2 separate regions of the Mus musculus genome follow, and region 2 is linked to region 1. A link is a contact called in public Micro-C data. All regions are on one chromosome and are shown on one strand. Each heading gives the region's core, a stretch centred on a gene start, on an enhancer-like site or on the middle of the called end of the contact. The rest is flanking DNA. Distances are from core to core; before and after follow the strand shown.

Region 1 (3,245 bases), core at 9-2,508:
CACTGAACTCCGGAGCCGGAGCCGGGGAGGGGAGGAGAAGCTGAGCCTGGTAAACTGTTCCAGATGAGAGGCAGTTATTCGCTCCCACATCTTCACCAGCACGTCTCAAACCTCGTTCCTTTGTGAGCCCTACCTCCCTATTTTCTAGGGGGACTCTAGAAAATCCCTGCCAGCCGTGGTTTCCGGGTCCCAACAAGGAATCTGGTACTCCTCCACGACCCCTAGGTCTAAGACTCACCGGGGTCCGGATGGATCACAAGGCTAAAGTTTTCCGAACTTAAATCGTAAAAAATCACAATCAGAAGTTCTGAACTCCCCGTCCCCCCACACAAAAATAATAATATATATCCTGTGCTTTAAAAAGGGAGGGGGAAACTTCCCCCTCCATAAGGCAGAGAGTAAAGAGAAACAAGATCTAACTTAAGAGGGCGTGTTCCTCTTTGTCACCCACCGGGAGGTTCTCGCCGCCCGTGGGCGAGATGCAGTGACCCGGCGGCACGGCGGCACCCGTGCTGCCGGGAGACGGACCTCCAGAGCCGAGATTGCAGCCTGAGGTCCGGAAGAGGCGTCGGGGGCGCTGTCACCCGGCAGGGTGGGATGGGAGGAAGCGGGGGAGGGGCGCCCAAGGAGAGGAAGCCAAGCTGGGGAGAACCCACGAGCTCAGAGCCCCGCAGCCCAGGTCCGCGGAGGTGAGCTCCACCGGTGCCCGAGGAACCGTGGCTTCTGCTATTGTTGCGGGGCCTGCGGCCGCCGGCTACAAAAAGGACCGTTCCCGTGGACTCCGCAGCCAGCTCGGCCGGCGCCCAGGGCCGCGAGCGCGGGGACTCGCACAAGTTGCCGCCGCGGCCCGGTCCACCCAGGCGGCCGCCCTCCCGCCGCGGTCATTGTTCGCCGCACGCCTCCTACCTCGGTGGCTCCGGGTCCGGGCTGCGGGCTGCGGGCTGCAAGGCTGGCGAGGGCGCGGCGGCGGCGAGCGAGGGGTCCCCGCGGGCGGCGGGCGCGCGAGCTAGGCAGGCGGCGGCCGGCCGAGGTCCGAGCCATCAAAGGTGGCGCGGGGCGGAGGGGAGGGCGGAGCAGGCGGGGTGGGTGGGGAGCGAGCTCCGGGTCGCCGCGGCCGCCTCGACGCCCGGCCCGAGCGCCACTCGCGTGGGGAGGAGCGGCGCAGAGCGGGCGGTGGCCGCGTCCCCGCCCCGCACCTTCTCCGGGCTCCCCGCTCCCCGCAGCCGCTGCGCCCGCGCCGGGACCAGCCGCCTCCGAGGCTGTTGAGCGGGAAATGAGGGCCACCACTGCCCCTCCCAGGGCCTGGGCCGAGCCCTCGGCAGGGGGAGCCTGGGCACAGCCTGGGGACGGCGGAGAGCCACAGCCCCCTCCAGCGTCCGAGCCGTGACCTGCGCCCGCACAGCGGCCCCGCCCCGCTCCGCCCCGCCCCGGAGGCAGGTGCGCAGAAAGGTGGACCGTGGGCAGGGCCACGCCACCCTGGAGCTGTGCCTTACTTGGGCGTGTGGCAAGAGCTGGTGTCTGAGCTGCACCACCAAGCCAAGAGCGGGAAGAAGCGCCACCGCGGAGACGCGAGCGCTAGTCGCTGGTGTCCAGCGGGATGCGGAGGCCCGGAGGGAGATTCGTGGCACTGACTCCGCAGGTCGCCTTTGGAAGCCTGACAGAGAACTACGACATCACGTGGAAAGCGTTTTACAAAGACCCACGAATTCCGCCCCCCACCCCTTCCAGGCCACTAGCGCAGGCTTCCGGCACCACCCTAAGCGGCGCGGTATTCAATGCCAGAGACACAGGTGCCACCTCTGATGCTGCTCGGGCTCAGTGCCCACCACCTGAGCGAATCCCAGGACAGTGCCCAACCCCACCTCTCTCCGACCAGGGACAGCAGAATGCCCTGCTTAGTGTGGCGAGATTTAGAATGACTTGCAGTTATTTGATTCCGTTTTTTTTTCCCCCAGAACTTGGTGATATAGTCGGAAGATTCATGATCAGAAGGCCCACGATACTAGGTGACTTTCAATCACTATCCCCACCCACTAGGTGCCATTTTTCCTTCGTCCTTCTTCCCTGTCTCTGTCTGGGAAAGATCTTGGGCCACTGACCGTATGGAACACAGGAAAGCCTTGTTCTGCCGGATCCAGAGGCTAGTGTGGACCCGCCCCTAGAGCCAATTTGGCTCAGATTCCGGTCATTTTCCACCCTGGAGGAGTTCACTGACCTCAGTCGCAACTACAACGGAGCTACAACTGAACTTAACCAAGTGAAATTGTCTCTGTGGCTAGGGAGGGAGGCTGAAGACATGAAAGCTTGATTATCAGAGAGGGGCACCTGTAAGTCATGGGAGTCAAAAGCAGTCTGCGGAGGGTTGGGGCTGTTTCTTGCATGCTGCAAAATCCCTCTGGCCTCTGGGGAACCAGACAGGCCTTGGGCGATTTGCTAGAGAGAATCATGGGTGGGTTGGAAGCTAGCTCTGTGGCCAAACTGTGTGTGGCTTTACAAGTATGGGTGAGCTATTTTCAGCCAGTAATTTTCTTAAGTGTAGTGGTCAAACTGCCACCAAGAGCAGCAGCACTCGATTTTAAATTCCTCTCCCACTCCTCCCCAGAAAGTCTCCTCATGTAGCCCAGACTGGTCCTCGTGCCTCTACCTCTTAAGCATTAGGATTTCGGTCTGAACCACCAGGCCCAGTAAAGGAAAGCAAATTCAAGCAATTATCACACCTTAAGAACCGCTATAATGGGGAACCGACCACAGGTTCAGAGTCTCTTCACAGGATAAGAAGACAGTGGCCAGACTGATTTCTGAGGTTGGGACATGACATGGATGGGTTTAAAGTTATTACAGGTTATTCCCAGTGTGCAGCCTGGCTTTACTAACAACCTCTGATGCTGTGGAATCGCCTGGGAATCTTGTCCCAGTTCGGATTCTGTATCGGTCTGTTTCAAACATTCCGGGTGATGTATTTTGGTTGGTCCGGGGACTGTGTTGGCAGACATGTGCTGTGTCCCATGACTAAAGCAATATAGTACCAAAAAGGCAAACCATAACATTTCCCCAGTCCACCCTCACCGAAGATCCCCTTTTTCTACATTTAGTGTTTGGTTCAACTGACTTGAGTGTCTAGGATATGACCAGTTTGGTTTTGCTCTCAGAGTTATTTATTGGGTCTTTGTATGTCGGGATGTAGATGCCACCATGCATGTATGTGAAGGTCAGAGGACAACTTGTAGGAGTGGTTTCTCCTTCCA
Region 2 (3,440 bases), core at 360-2,859, 99 kb before region 1:
TCTTTCAGCTGTGGGACTCTCAGACTGAGAAGTCAGGAAAGTTAGACAGACCAAATAACTATTTTTAGAGGTTCAAGCGCTAAAGGTCACTAGAGTCTAGATTCATAAGTAATTACTCTGCCGTTGCATGTACTATTAACATCATGCATGCATTCACCATTTTACTATCACAAGTCACCATGGTCTACCACGGGCTTTATGAAACTGTGAGGTGTCAGATCTTTCTGTAGTTATCTGACTTTTCCATTGACTTAGATAAAGCCATCCCTACTCCCCGAATGGAGTCACACTGAGGGTGTGGTAGTCTGGACTTGCAGAATCCTGAGCAAGGTGGTCGTGAGCAGGGCACTCCCCTGTCAGCCTCTATCTCCTCGTCGAGAGAAAAGCAAGTAAGGATAGTTTCCTAGCAGCCATCCATCCAAGTTCATGCACCAAGAACAAAACTCAGCACGGTCTGTAAGATAAACGTAGACATCCTTCTCGTCTTGCGACTCAAATACATATGAATTTACACACTCCACATATTAACTGTAGATGAGACTCAGACACTTTTTATAAAAGTAAATGCTATTTAATAGTACATGCGTGTTCCTGTCATAGGGCTAAGCCACAAACACGACAAAGGGCAGGACCCTCAGGGATCAAATCCTCTCCGAGTGAGTGATACAGGCATGCAATAAGGAATTCAAAACCAAACACCGTGGTTTTAAATTACCCACATGTGTGTTCCAGAGCATGGAGAAATATGCCAATGACCCACATAGAATCTGGCCTAGGGTAATAAGAGGCAACGGGGCCCATGTAGTAAGAGGACAGGGTGACAGTGGGAAATTTCTTTTGGAAGTTTGGGTTAAGCTACAATTTGTCAATCCCTACACAGACGTCCTCAGCATCTTCTAAACACATTTTAAAAAAAAAAAAACTTAGAGTTTGAATATGCAGAAAGAGGTAGCACAAGCCTATAATTCCAGCACTTAAAGAAGTCAGGGTTTCTACTCCTGACAAAACATCACGGCCAAGAAGCATGTTGGGGAGGAAAGGGTTTATTCAGCTTACACTTCCACATTGCTGTTCATCACCAAGGGAAGTCAGGACTGGAACTCAAGCAGGTCAGGAAGCAGGAGCTGATGCAGAGGCCATGGAGGGTGTTACTTACTGGCTTGCTTCCCCTAGCTTGCTCAGCTTGCTTTCTTATAGAACCCAGGACTCCCAGCCCAGGGCTGGCACCACCCACAATGGAGCCTCCCCTCTTGATCACTCACTGAGAAAATGTCTTACAGCTGGATCTCAGGGAGGCTTTTCCTCACCGGAAGCTCCTTTCTCTGTGTCAACTTGACACAAAACCAACCAGTACAAGGAGTTTGGGGCAGGAGGGTTTCCAAGACTCTGAAGCCAGGCTGTGCTACACACTGAGTTCCAAGCCAGCCTGGAATATGGTGTAAGACCCTGTCTCAGAAGAAAAAGAAAAGTTTTAATAGGTGCTGTGAAAAAAAATCATGAATCCCATGCAAATCCAGAAGGGTGGCATTACTGTAGGTCACTCTGGAATCTAAGCATTTGAAATACAGACATTTTAGGCATTGTAAGGAATGACAAGCTTGGTTTTGTGTTTTCTTGTCTAGTGTTACACTCCTTTACAAAGTGCCTGCTTTTCCAATTAGGTCACTGGGCCAGCCCCAATGTTGGCCGTTCAGAAATCACAGTGAATCTCACAAGGAAACAAAGTAAGGTATTCCCAAATGCATATAAAATATCTTTTATCAAATGGCCATCCAGATTTGAGGCTCGGGGCTTGAAACGTCTAGAAACTAAATTGAAAACTAATTTCTCAAAAAGGTCAGTGGCCTCAGGATGTTCTGAAAGCTTCCAAGGAAAGTTTGTGGAAGGAGTGTTCAAGATCATACATGGACCTTGAAAGGGAGCTGAGGGTGACCAGGCTGCTCACTTCCCACAGAACCCCACAACTTAAGTGGTACGTCTGGAATCCATCACTAAGCACACAGTGTTTCAGCCTCCTGCTGCCTACTTTCTGCTGTAATAACCAACGACAGGTCTAAATGGGCCCTGCCATCACTCCTCGGTAGACATCTGGTTACTTTCCTGCCTCCTGAGATGCAAACCTGTGTGACATCAATCATTTTGACAGCTGAACAATTTATGTGTCAAAGGACCCCCACTTGAGGTTTGTGGGAATAACTAAGATTTCTTTTGCTAAAATATCTCCCTGTGGCCATAAGTCCAGAGTCAAATAGTGACTAGACTCAAAGTTATTTTTAATAATGGATTCCTTGAATAAAAATAGAAATCCCTTTCTTCAATAAAAGAGTCAAAACCAGACCCTTGTTTAAAAGGTTCTTGACTTATGATATAATAAAAGTGAGTCATTAAAAAAAGGTTATTTTCCCAAAATATTACTAATTATTTTAACATTACAATCAGTTCTCTTGAGTCCATAAATTCCACAAAAGGATTGATCCATTCGTGCATAATGGATGCATTCTGAATTACCTGTGTCTGAACGCTTATATGGAGTGTATGTCCATGCATGGGGCTATGTGCACATTGGGAAGGTACATGTGTGTGCACGCACACATATTCATGACACACTTCTACAAGCTAGTGGTTGACTGTAAGTGTCTGCCTCTACCTTATTCTTTGAAACAGAGCCTCTTGCTTCACCTGGAGTTTGATGTTTTGGCTAGCCTGGATGCCCAGAGAGCCACTGGAATCTGCTCGTCTCTAACTGCTTCTGTCATTGGAGTAACAGATGCGTGTGTGGCTTTTATGTGCATGCTAGGGGCCTGAACTCAGATCCTCATGTTTTCACAGCAAGCACTTTAGCCCCTGAGCATCCCCAGCCCAAATGAAAGTCATTTTTAAAACTTAGGTTTGTAGCGAACACAAATACACATTGTTTTCCTTTCATGTAACACTCTCTATATGACATTTAATTGGGTGAGGCGTTACAAGTGAACTCATGATAACATGAGGTACACTACAGAGTACCTCATGCAGCTGCTGTGTCAGTCTGTATAAGAGAATTAAGCCCCTGTGAACCTGTGTCCATTCTGAGCCTATGTCCAAAAGTCAAGTTTTAACAGTAAAATGGTTTAATCAGCATATCAACTGATCTGTGCCCATCTGTCTGAAGGATGCTTCAAATTTTCTGTCCCTAATTATTAAACAATTATGCAAAAACTGATATAAGAAGTTTCATCCCTTAACTTAGGTTTTCACTTAATAAAATGCAATGGAGTCAAGCTATTTGCTGTAATTAATTACATTCTATGAAGTCATGACTAAATTAACAACTGAACCGTCACTCCTGGGGGAAATACAGGCTCAGGGTTCTGTGAGCCTCAACACACATTTTATCAACCCATCGCCACACACCTCGTTGGATGCATGCTCTCATTGACAGGAATGTTACTGAACAAAAA

Evidence for each region. A called contact is a pair of places that touch in the nucleus more often than the background predicts.
Region 2: a contact with region 1 is called in a Micro-C map of embryonic fibroblasts, with 6 times the contacts expected there. The contact joins the enhancer-like site here to the promoter of Farp1 in region 1. A contact is called at or near these places in 7 of 39 promoter capture datasets (3T3-L1-derived adipocytes, cranial neural crest, embryonic stem cells and 4 more), 18 of 484 Hi-C or Micro-C datasets (the HL-1 cell line, the N1E-115 cell line, Sertoli cells and 12 more), 13 of 115 datasets of contacts at active chromatin or transcription factors (VIP interneurons, cardiomyocytes, craniofacial prominence and 9 more) and 3 of 9 other capture datasets (adipose tissue, embryonic stem cells and pancreatic islet).

The regions. Positions count from the first base shown.
Region 1 is chr14:121,033,587-121,036,831 of GRCm38.p6, reverse strand. It overlaps Farp1 (FERM, RhoGEF (Arhgef) and pleckstrin domain protein 1 (chondrocyte-derived)), which reads right to left and starts at 1,258. Exons shown (of 27, transcript NM_134082.3): 1 at 907-1,258.
Region 2 is chr14:121,133,235-121,136,674 of GRCm38.p6, reverse strand. The region is part of intron 2 of Farp1 (FERM, RhoGEF (Arhgef) and pleckstrin domain protein 1 (chondrocyte-derived)); the gene reads right to left. Among named protein-coding and RNA genes, the nearest start is that of Farp1, 99 kb to the right of the region's middle. Within about 2 kb of position 1,609, at least 10 of the 459 cell types and tissues checked have an H3K27ac peak or open chromatin away from gene starts, as enhancers often do. A contact at or near this core is called in embryonic fibroblasts, where this site is marked.